2 separate regions of the Mus musculus genome follow, and region 2 is linked to region 1. A link is a contact called in public HiChIP or PLAC-seq data. All regions are on one chromosome and are shown on one strand. Each heading gives the region's core, a stretch centred on a gene start, on an enhancer-like site or on the middle of the called end of the contact. The rest is flanking DNA. Distances are from core to core; before and after follow the strand shown.

Region 1 (5,744 bases), core at 280-2,779:
CACCGTGCTGGGTGGCTGTGTGACACATGGAGCCACATGGCTAGGTCTTGCACAACAGAAGAGGAAGCAGGGTAAGGAGATAAGATGCTCTTTATACCATAGAAAAGGGACTCGGGTTCTAGGCCTGTGGCGTGGTTAGCTCAACTTGACAGCCTAGAATCAAATGGGAAGAGAGTCTTAATGAGGGACCGTCTAGATCAGGTTGTGGGCTTGTCTGTGGGAGATTGTATTGATTACATTAATTGATGTAATTGATTAATTGTTGTAATCATGAGCTAGGGAAGACCTGGCTCATGGTGGGGGGCACTGATCCTGGACAATTTAACAGAGAGAGTGATCTGAGTGTGGACAAGCACGCATATGTGTATCTCTCTCTGCCCTGGGCTATGCATATGAAGTGACTGGCTGTTTTAAGTTCCCCCTGCCCAGACATAACACTCTGCTATGGTGGACTGTATATATCCTGGGATTGTGAGGTAAAAAAATACTTTCCCCCTTAAGCTGCCTTTTGTTAGGGTATTTTATCACAACAGAAATGAAATTAGAACAGCCTACATCAGAATTCTAATAATCTATAGAATAGTATTCACTCACTATTATCTCCTTTCTGTCTGTCTGTCTGTCTGTCTCCCCATACACCCCACACCTGCACAGGGTTTCTCTGTGTAGCCCTGGCTGTCATGGGACTCACAGAAGTCTGCCTGTCTCTAACTCCTGAGTTCTGGGATTAAAGGCATCCTTTCTTAAGAGTTGGTCCCAGTGGACTTCACCTGGGATCTTAGCTTCCCACTACATCTTCCTGGACCTCTATTTTCTCATCTGCAAATTGGGTTGTACTGGTGAATCTAGAGGCAAACTGAGGAGGAAATCCACAGGGTGGTTCCCTGAGAGCTGTCATTCCACAGGGGAGGACTAGGTGTCAGGACTGGGTGGAGAGAGAAGCTTTGCTCTGCCCACCCTAAGCTGAGGGGTCAGCCTCCAGTACCCTGGTTCAGTACTACTCTGGGCTTCTTCCCAACGCTCTTTCTTAGGTTTGAGACTGCATGGTTTTGTTTTCCAAATCTGAGTTCCTTTCATTCTTCCTCTCCAATGGGATTAAAAGGAATCACTTCCAGGGCCTTCCCAAGGAAGACAAAGCTCAAGGTTTGGTCCGGGAGGTTCAGTTCTTTTAGAAACATTTTTTCTTTTCTGTCTGCCTCCACCCATTCCTGCCCAAGTGCACATTGTTCTTAAATGTCACAAGTGTGTGTGTGTGTGTGTGTGTGTGTGTGTGTGTGTGTGAGAGAGAGAGAGAGAGAGAGAGAGAGAGAGAGAGAGAGAGAGAGAGGGAGAGAGAGAGATCCCTTTTGCTTCTGAATGCCACAGTCTGCTGAAGGGAAACAGCAAGAACAAATAGCTGAATTAAAGGCATGCTGATTTTTTTTCTTTTTTTGTCTTCCTGGCTTTATTTAGGTTTCCAGTCTGGGCCTCTCTTCACACTCTGGTCTCCCTCCAGTCTCCCTCCCCAGGCTGGCATTGAAATGTCAAATACAGCAGTTTGCAGCTGAAAGGGGGTCCCTGGTGGGAACAGAATGCCCTTCTAACCCGTGGGCCTGGGCTGTTCCTTCCATGCGCCTCTCTTTGCTTTTCTCTTTCTTGTGGGCTGCCTTTCACCCACAGAGGTTGTTTGAGGTGGAGGATGGGGAGCAGGAGAAAGGCTTTGCACCTGGGAGCGAGAAGGAGGTGGTCCTCACACCCTTGGCTTCTCCTTTCTTAGTTTCTCCAGCCTCCAGCAGAAACTGAGAGAGATGATTCCCTGGGGTCTTTGTACTCTCTCTCTCCCAACCCCAGAAACTCTGGATATCCAGAATGGCCTCAGTGTTTAGCCAGTCCCTGCCCCGACAGGGCTTCTCTGTGCAGGCTGGTGTCAGTTAGGAGGAAGTAGAAGGACCCTGGGTTATTAGGAATATGTAAGGTAGTGGGATATTTTGCAATACCCAGAGTTGCTAAGGGGGTGGAAAACAGATGTCTTCTTAAGTTTCTGGCTCTTTGATTAGATAGATTGACACCCTTAGAAAAAGTGCAAGTGTCCCTAGCTAGGTGGCACATGCCTTTAATTCCAGCGCTAGAGCAAGCGGTATAGAAGCAAGTGGATCTTTGGGTTTAAAGCCAGGCTGATCTGTCTACATAACGAGTTCCAAGACAGCCAAAGCTGTGTAGAGACACCCTGTCTCAGGGGGGAAAAGAAAAAGAAAAAAAAACCCAAAACCAAAATGACCCCCAACATGGAAATATCCAACTCAGCAATCCTGCTTATATAGCTATTTCTTCCTAAGAAAATAATTGCTCAAGTGTGTGAAGAGTTCTGCCCAAGGCTGTTTGTCCCAGTTGATGTTTGCAATATGGCTTGATTACAAGTATCCCAGTTCTCAGTGGAGAATTTAAACAGTATGATGGTGTAATGTCGGGTGAAGTAGTATGTAGTCATTGAAAACTGTAATGTAAAGCTGGAGAAGGGTCAGTGGTTAAGAGTATTGGCTGTTCTACCACAGGACTTGAGTACAATCCCACAACCCGTGTGGTGACTCACAACCATTTATAACGGTCATTCCAGGGATCTGCTCTCCTTTTCTGGCCTTCGCAGGCACCAGCATGGGGCTGCTGTACAGACATAGATGCAGGCAAAATATCTGTGTTTCAACTGGGGCAAATAGCCCTGGGCAGAACTCTGCACACACTTGAATATTTTCTTAGGAAGAAATATCTGTACAAGTAGGATTGCTGTGTTGGGCATTCCACTTTTGTGTGTGTGTGTGTGTGTGTGTGTGTGTGTGTGTGTGTGTGTGTGTGTGTTGGTTTTTGTACATGTAACACAAAAAGTATTCTAAAAAGAAAAGGGTAATGCGGCATTGTATCTGTGAATGGGGGAAGATATGCATGCAATAGCTAGGGAAACACCAGCTTATATAAGAAACCTTTCTTAAAATAGAAATTATATTTGAATAAAAAATGTCCATTGTGAGTCTGGGTGGTAGAATTCTGATTAATGGTGACTGACTGTAGGCTCCGATGCCAACAACCAGCCTTTGAGGCTTGGTAGTCTACAGACTGGTTTCTCACAACCAAAGAGAGAGAAAGTGGGAAAAGTCATGTCTCTTTGTGCTTCGTCTTCAGCTGGGGAGAGTATGTGGAGGGTTGGTTGGGTCTGCCAGTCAGGTCCCTCAGCCACCTCCATCATGTTCCAGTGTCCAGCATTCACCTTCACAGAACTGCATGTGTACCTGTTGGTCAAGTTCTCCTTCCTGGGGAAATGCTCCCTATGGACCACGGGATGGAATTATTAATCAAAGAAACTCTCCTAATCTCTTGCAAGACTCTTTGAAGCCATGACCAGGGCTCAGGATGAGTAAATATCTCCAACAGTCTCGAGAAGGTCTTCCAATGGCTGCCCTGATACTTAATGAGTACAGAACCAGCTCAATATGGGGTGACAGAGCTGGAGAGAAAGAGAGAGGGGCGACTGTTTCCTTGGCAAAGGACAGCTTTGGGGAAATAAAAGCCAACTGTGTAGCAAGACATAGGATGTGGCTATAACCCCTTATTTGTTAGCAGAGGCTATGCTATAACAGCTAGAAGGACCTTTGTGCTTCTGTGACTGGCCAGAAAACTACGCTATTTCCTGGGAACCAGAAACACTTTTTCCAAGTCTGAGATGTGGTTTGGAAGTTTGTTTCTAGTTTGTTTGTTTTTGTTGTTCTTTTTATCCCTTATATTTCTTAGGTTTTTACAATATTTCATGGTTCAGGGAAGTACAGATTTGGAGAGCCCAGATTACAAAATATATAAACGTGTGTAACCCTACATAAACTTATTAATAATAAGCTTGTACATGGATTTGTATAAAAATACATTAACTTTATAGCACATCAACTTTTACATAGATTTGCCTGGTCTTATGTTTCATCTTAAAAATGGGCACTGTTATACCAACCTCAAAGGGCTCCCTTTGACATGGTCATGAGCCACCCTTTCAGCTCTTGACATCTCTTTTCAATGTGACAACAGAAATAGATGCTCACCTTCTTTGCTCCAACAGCTTCACCCCTCTGCCTTTGTACTGGCTTGGGTGCTTCCTCTGTCTGATACAAAGTTTCCCCGCTGGTACCCTTTCTAGTGCAGTCTGTTGGTGCTTCTCCAAGGCATGGGGTATGCTCCTGCTTACGTCTCTTTATCATATTCTTCCTGTTTAGGTGAAAGCCTCCCTCCTTCTTCCCCATTCCCTCCCTCCCTTTACCCCTCCTTTCTTCTCTCTCTCCTCCCCTCTGTCCCTCCCTCCCTTTACCCCTCCTTTCTTCTCTCTCTCCTCCCCTCTGTCCCTCCCTCCCTTTACCCCTCCTTTCTTCTCTCTCTCCTCCCCTCTGTCCCTCCCTTCCTTTACCCCTCCTTTCTTCTCTCTCTCCTCCCCTCTGTCCCTCCCTCCCTTTACCCCTCCTTTCTTCTCTCTCTCCTCCCCTCTGTCCCTCCCTCCCTTTACCCCTCCTTCCTTCTCTCTCTCCTCCCCTCTGTCCTTCCCTCTCTCCCTCTCTCCCTCTTTCCCTCCCTCTTCTCTAGAGCTCTGAGCTTCCTAGACTCACTAAACTCAGCTTCCTGATGGCATGGGAACTACATAGCAGGGTGGCCATTGGTATTCTTTTCATGTTTCTCCATTGTAAGACTCCTGAATTCTGTGGGCTGCAATTAGTTGATCCCATGCTTATAAGAACTCCTGATTCCCTGTCTGCTGCTCTGGTGGACCCCAGGCTAGTGTTCCACAAAGTTGTTCAGGTGCAACTCAGGTTCCACAGAGTTGTTCAGGTGCAGAGTATTTTAAGTCCCTGAGTGGGGTGAGGAATGGTATAAAATGTCAATGCAATTATTTTTATTATATGAACTAGTGATAATATATTTAGTGGAATATATATTGATATGTAACCAATATAAAAATCACAATCACAGATATATGTGTGTCCATAACCCCCCCTGAAAACCTAGACTTTCTTAAATCCAAATTTTCAAATAATCCCAACTATTGTTTCTCTGATATTTTATTTTATTTTATTTTATTTTATTTTATTTTATTTTATTTTATTTTATTTGAGACAAGGTCTCATTATATAGCTCTGACTGTCCTGAAACTCACTATGTAGACCAGCCTAGATCAGAGTACACAGAGATCCACCTGTCTCTGCCTTCTGAGTTCTAGGACTAAAGGCATGTACCACTGTACCCAGCATTATTCAATTTTTTTTTTTTTTGCTGAAAATACCATTTTTTTCCATTTTTTATTAGGTATTTAGCTCATTTACATTTCCAATGCTATACCAAAAGTCCCCCATACCCACCCACCCCCACTCCCCTACCCACCCACTCCCCCTTTTTGGCCATGGCGTTCCCCTATACTGGGGCATACAAAGTTTGCGTGTCCAATGGGCCTCTCTTTCCAGTGATGGCCGACTAGGCCATCTTTTGATACATATGCAGCTAGAGTCAAGAGCTCCAGGGTACTGGTTAGTTCATAATGTTGTTCCACCTATAGGGTTGCAGATCCCTTTAGCTCCTTGGGTTCTTTCTCTAGCTCCTCCATTGGGAGCCCTGTGATCCATCCATTAGCTGACTTTGAGCATCTACTTCTGTGTTTGCTAGGCCCCGGCATAGTCTCACAAGAGATAGCTACATCTGGGTCCTTTCAATAAAATCTTGCTAGGGTATGCAATGGTGTCAGTGTT
Region 2 (5,763 bases), core at 2,272-4,771, 88 kb before region 1:
TGCTTATATAACTTTTCTGAGTCATTATAACTTTTGACAGATCACATGATGGATGGCAATGCCATTCCTGGGTTTGAGATGCCAATGTGCTGGTCTCTTATTCTGCACCTGTGGGCACCGAGTTCTCGTGATTCTACACTTGTCATCCGTGTGCACATTTAGCTGTTATTGTCAAATGTCAGCCAGCCAGGATGAATGTAGGCAATTCAAGCAGGCACATGCTTTCATTCACTCAGCATGTTTTCCAGGTGGGTTTGTTCACAAGCATTAACATTTTGGAAATTCACCATAATTTACTGTCAATTACCTCATTTCCCATGTCCACCATAGGACACTATATAGAACACTGACTGCTCTTCCGAAGGTCCTGAGTTCAAATCCCAGCAACCGCATGATGGCTTACAACCATCTGTAACGAGATATGACTCCCTCTTCTGGAGTATCTGAAGACAGCTACAGTGTACTTACATATAATAAATAAATAAATCTTTAAAAACATATTGACTTAGGTTGTATGCCTATAGTGTCATTTAAGAATGACCAAGAGACTGTTACTGATAACGTATTTGTTGTACAAATCGGATGTTGGATCTGATAGGGCTAAAAAGCTTTGAAATAAATAATTCCCAGAACTTATATTTCAGGAATGCAAAACATCAAATTCAGTAGAAAGGACATCAGAGCATCTCACATGAGAACAGACAGCATGCTAACTGGGGAAGTTGCTCTACTCACCTTGTGGTGGCAAGCCCTCCTCCCTCCAACCCCTCCATACAGTTGTGTTATTTATCCCTCTAGATCTTCATTCCCTCCCTGGAGTTAGGTCCATCCTTATAATTTCCCTTGGCAACTGTTGCTAGGAAGATGATGCCCCTGGAGAGGTGTAGAGACTGAACTGTTCTGGGACCACGTGCAGGCTTGGTGTAGAAGATGGTGGGAAGGAAAGTTTCCTGGAAAGGGAGAGCCGAGCAGAATTCTGAGGTGGGCTAAGTAACGAGATGAGCACAGCAGATCCATCATTGAGTTCTGCATTGAGTTCCTTTCCTTGCTGAGGTCAGGTGGATGCAAAGAGGGGCCAACAGAGGGACATGCCGACTCTACCTTTTGGCACAGCCATTCCCCCACCCTCCCAACCCCGCACCCCGCACCCCACGACCATATGCAAAGCCGGTACAGCTGTGTCTATGCCATTCTGCAGGCAGGATGATGTTCAGTGTCTGAAATCACATGACCCCGGGTCAGGAGGCTAGAAAGAGGGCATTGTGGGTAGAAGGAAAAGCCTCAGAGGCTGCACGATTGCCTAACGCAGAGAGTTCTGGAATTGTGACACTCTGCCGGGCATCTCCCTGGGAACAGATTGTAAGGATCTCTTCTCTGAGACGCTCAGTTGTTCTTTCTGGTGTTTTTGGTTCACTCTTTTCACTCTGCCCTATAAAACACACAGGCCACTGGGAAGGGGTTATTAGAAAGGATATAGGAATGTTCCCCAAGAAGAGATTGCCAAGCCCAGAAAGATGAACATACGTGTCCACGTACCCCAGAGGCCTCAGATAACCTCTATCACAAGCCAGAGCTCAGGACAAGACGACTGACGACCTACCCAGACCCTCTCTTAAGACTGAGCTTATTATAAACTAGGGCCCAGGAAAGTGCTTGGGAACGGAATGAGGTTGGCTCAGTGATGTCACATGGGGACAGCTGGGAGCCACACCTTTGCTTAAAGAAAGAAAGTTTATTTTCTTTATGTTCAGGGTTTGGGATAGCGATCAATTGATCAAGCTTGCCTAGCGTGAATGAAGCCTGGGGTTAAATTCCCAGTTACACATAAGCCAGGCATGGTGGCACATACCTGTAACCCCAGCAGTTAGGAGGCAGAGGCGAGGGTCAGAAGGGCAGCATCATGCCCAGCTATGCAAAACGATTGAGTTCAGTCTGAGACCCACAACTTTCATAAAAGTAAAAGTAAAGATGTTTATGTGAACCAGAGAATAAACAAACTCCCCATGTTTATAGAGTCCGTCACCATTTACAAATCGACTTTTCACCTTTGTGTAGATTAATGCCCAGTTTGCAGATGCGATGCAGATGCGAGATGGAGGGGTGAGAGACGGCATGGATTGCTGGTCATGGCTTCGGACTTGAGCTTGGGTCCCAACTCAGCTCTCATATCCCCACTGTCCGATACTTCCCCAAACCTCCACAGAACACAGTTTCTGCAAAATTGCTTCACGGTTCGGTTCTTCAGAACCTTTTGTGTAAGAGTGAAAGGAGCTCTCAGTTAACATTCTCAAAATGGGTTACTCAAAAGTGTTACATGCATGTGTGAAATTCGTCACAATAAAAACCATTATTTTATACAATTAGTATGTACTGGAAAAAAAAAGAGAGAGATCTCACTACAGATAAATTGTCACTCAGCCCTTGACTCAAAATTCTTGGAACTCCAGTTTGTTGAGTAGGAGATGCACCTTGGTTCCCAGTTTGTTTTTCAAACCTCGTTGAAATGTTATGTAGCTGGGACAGGGAGAGGAAGGCTTTGGTGAGAGAGATCTGTATTTTAGTGTTCTCTCTTGCTTTTTTCATCAGAGAGTCAGCAAGACGTCAGGTTTTCAGAGTGAACCGGAGAAGGGGAGAACGTGGAAAGGCCCTGTGGGAGGCGAGAAGTGGAAAGATCGGGAGGAGGAGACACAGCACTTCCCCAGCCCTGAAGGTGGCCTGGGCTCCATTTGCTGAGGACTGAGGAGTTAAAAATCACACCTAGGTTCTATTTGACTTGGGCTGAAGGGTTTGCAGCATGTAATGGTGACTCTGAAAGTCCTCTAGGGAGAAATGTCTCTGAAAGGTAGAGACACATTGTCACTGACTGGTCTGGTCCTGCTAAAGGGCAACCAAACTGGGGAAAGCATCTGAAAGAGCAAGCTTACATAGCCCCTCCCACTTCCAAGAGCACTATGGCAACCATGGCTTCCACAGTCGCTCCCACCAACAGTCGCTCTGTTTTCACCACCAAAGCCTTCGCCCACACCACCTCTAACACTACCATTACTTCTGCCATAGTTACCATCTCCACCGTCACCACTGTTACCACCTCCGGCTAACACCACCACCGCCACCTTAGCTATTGTCATTATTGCCTCTGCTACCACCACCACGGACTACCACGAACACCAGCACGGATCACAGGGTTACCCTGCAGCCGCCACCATGGCCTCCATCACCGCTGTCGTCATCACTACTCCTGCTGTCTCCACCTCTACCAGCATCACCATCATCTCTGTACCATCTACGCGGCCACTACTGTTATCGCCACCATCACATCTTGACGGAATCATCACCACCGTCGCCATCTTTCCTCCACTAGCAGCATTATCACTATTACCGTTATCGCTACCACTCCCGTTTTCTCATTAGCATTTCCTAGGCACTGTTGTACAAAGCAGGGAACAGTCTCAGGCTAAATGATTTGTTCAATCCCATACAGCAACAAGTTAGAAAGTCAAAATGTCATCCCGGGTCTGTATGAGGGAAGTGGTTCAGAATGTTGCATTGTCGGGCGTGGGATACGCGCTGCGTCTTGGTTTACTCGTAGGCAGGCACCTCTCTGTTTGGGCATGAGAGGCTCCTTGTGGGCCGTGACCAGGACCGACAATCTGTTTCCCTTTCTTTTTCGGTCTTTCTTTCACACAATCTGGATCATATGTCTTTTCTGGTCAGAACAAATAAAAATGTTTTATGTCTCCCCTCCTTTTTTTCTGGGTTTTGGATGTAAGTGTTTGCACACAGTTCTGGAAGCAGATGGAGCCTGACAGAAACCCATGTGAGAATTCAAACTCAGAAGCTCTGTGACAGGGCACTCACATTCATAGGCATCTCTGGGAATTCCAAAGACGGAGAGACATCTAGGTAAAGGGAGAAAAGGGGACAGAGATACAGACACATACTGAACGCGAACCTTTGTGTTTTGGAGATATGCTAGGACGCCCTGGCTTTTCAGTGACTGCTTATTTTCCAATCGATGGAAAGTCAAAGCCATTGGATGCTGCCTTCTCCCTGATGTTATCAGGACACACTTGCTCACACTTCCTACCAGCCTGGCTTCTCTTCAGATGAGGAGGACATAACTCTTCCTTGCAGAGTCCATAGCTCCACGCCAGAGTCAGGTATGGCTACAGGAAATAATAACACACTGTCTGATGCCCTAGGTAAACTGTGGCTACATCTTGGCTTGGCATGCCTCCAGACTGTTGTTTCAAAAGGCAATTCCCCTGCACCAAACAAGCTCAAAGCTCTCTGCTGGAATTACCGATGGTTAAATTGAGTTGTAGCTAGATTAGGGTTCCCACCCATAACAAATCACCTGGGAAGCAAGTTTGCAGTAGTGTGTTTGGCCTACGAGGAACTGCTGGGCCTGGCTGCATTGTATTCTGGATGTGTATGACCTGGAATCTGTGAGAACTAGGCATGATGACTTTCATATCAATCCGTATTCCAGGAGGACTGCTGGAAGCATTTATGGTTTTCCATAAGAGTTGCCTCTTACCTCCTGTTTGCTTCTTTGCCCTGTCTAGCTCTTGGGCAACTTGGTGCCATCGGAAAGGTTGGTAGAACTGAGTGAATGAGGGCCCGGGCCTGCTTTTATCACCATCTCCATCTCTGTGTCTTTCCCCGGAGCCTTGGTGGAAAGTGGGGACACTGGGAGCCCTCGTGCTTAGCTTTCAGGGGTGGTTGACAGAAGGAGGGACTAATAGTCACAGAAGTCCCTCTCATGGAATAACATGCTATTCATAGCCCAAGACTCTGCTGCTGTGGTCATGATTGATGGTTGCTTTTAAGAGGCTGGTGTGAGGGAGGATGGGGGTCGGGGTGAAAGGAAGCAACTGTTTGAGGTGTGGAACGCAGATGTGACCCCCACCTCGCTCATCTGTCAGACACAAAATGTCCCCCTCCTACTGACCTAGCCGGGAGTTAACTCTGTTTTCCTCAAGAGTAAGACCAGATGAGGTGCTGCTGACTGTGTGTCAAATCTCTCACACAGCAGGTTTCCAAAGTCGAGAATCTAATTTTTATTTTTCCCTTAAAAATGTCTATATCGTCATTTCTCCTTAAAAATAAAAATGAATCTGGAAGCACAGTGATTCGCTGCCCTTTCCTGGTCAGCTGTCTTAGGTCTAGGGTGGTTCTGGGAGTGGGAGGGGTGAGCACAAGAGACCAGCGTTGCTTGTGATCTTCCTTGTGGTGAGAGAGGACTTGCTGCCTCACATCCTGTGTCATAGAATTGGAAGACCCTGGTATCATGGGTGGCTCACCAGGTCTAGTCCTCGTCCCAGGTGCCACTGGTTTACCCCCACACGAGGGAGGGACCGTTGCTCTGCCCTCTCTACCCTCATGTGGCATATCCTACTACCTAATCCCCATCCCCCATCCCAGAGGAGAATAGCCATGACCATTGAGTGTGGGATTTGAACCCGGGTCTTTAGAGTTCAGAATCACCGCATTGTGTTGCTGTCCTAGGCTTGGTGAAGCAGGAGCCCTTAGGCAGCAGAGACAGTTAACATGGCAGGGCAGGGAGGGAAAGCGCCTTTCCCTCTGACCTCTCTCCTAAGCCCAGCAGAGCAGGCACACCACAGGCATCTGACTTTGATTGGAGCCGGCAAGGCCAGCGGAGACAGGAAACATACCTGTGGTCCAGAGCCTCCCTTCATCCCTGAGAAATGCCATTTACAGATGGAGAAGAGGACAAAATATGAGAAGACAGGAAGCTTC

Evidence for each region. HiChIP or PLAC-seq counts read pairs in DNA pulled down with a chosen protein or histone mark.
Region 2: an H3K4me3 HiChIP or PLAC-seq map of the SCID.adh cell line shows a contact between it and region 1, with 11 read pairs. The contact joins the promoter of 4930429H19Rik here to the enhancer-like site in region 1. A contact is called at or near these places in 1 of 39 promoter capture datasets (hippocampal neurons), 2 of 484 Hi-C or Micro-C datasets (embryonic stem cells and uterus) and 3 of 115 datasets of contacts at active chromatin or transcription factors (the SCID.adh cell line, embryonic stem cells and neural progenitor cells).

Annotation. Positions count from the first base shown.
Region 1 is chr7:73,218,531-73,224,274 of GRCm38.p6, reverse strand. It overlaps Gm30075 (predicted gene, 30075), which reads left to right. Exons shown (of 5, transcript NR_166609.1): 3 at 1-71. Among named protein-coding and RNA genes, the nearest start is that of Gm30075, 17 kb to the left of the region's middle. Within about 2 kb of position 1,529, at least 55 of the 459 cell types and tissues checked have an H3K27ac peak or open chromatin away from gene starts, as enhancers often do. A contact at or near this core is called in the SCID.adh cell line, embryonic stem cells and neural progenitor cells, where this site is marked.
Region 2 is chr7:73,308,138-73,313,900 of GRCm38.p6, reverse strand. It overlaps 4930429H19Rik (RIKEN cDNA 4930429H19 gene), which reads right to left and starts at 3,521. Exons shown (of 3, transcript NR_105062.1): 1 at 2,046-3,521; 2 at 308-409. A730056A06Rik (RIKEN cDNA A730056A06 gene) reads left to right here. Exons shown (of 2, transcript NR_040325.1): 2 at 1-95.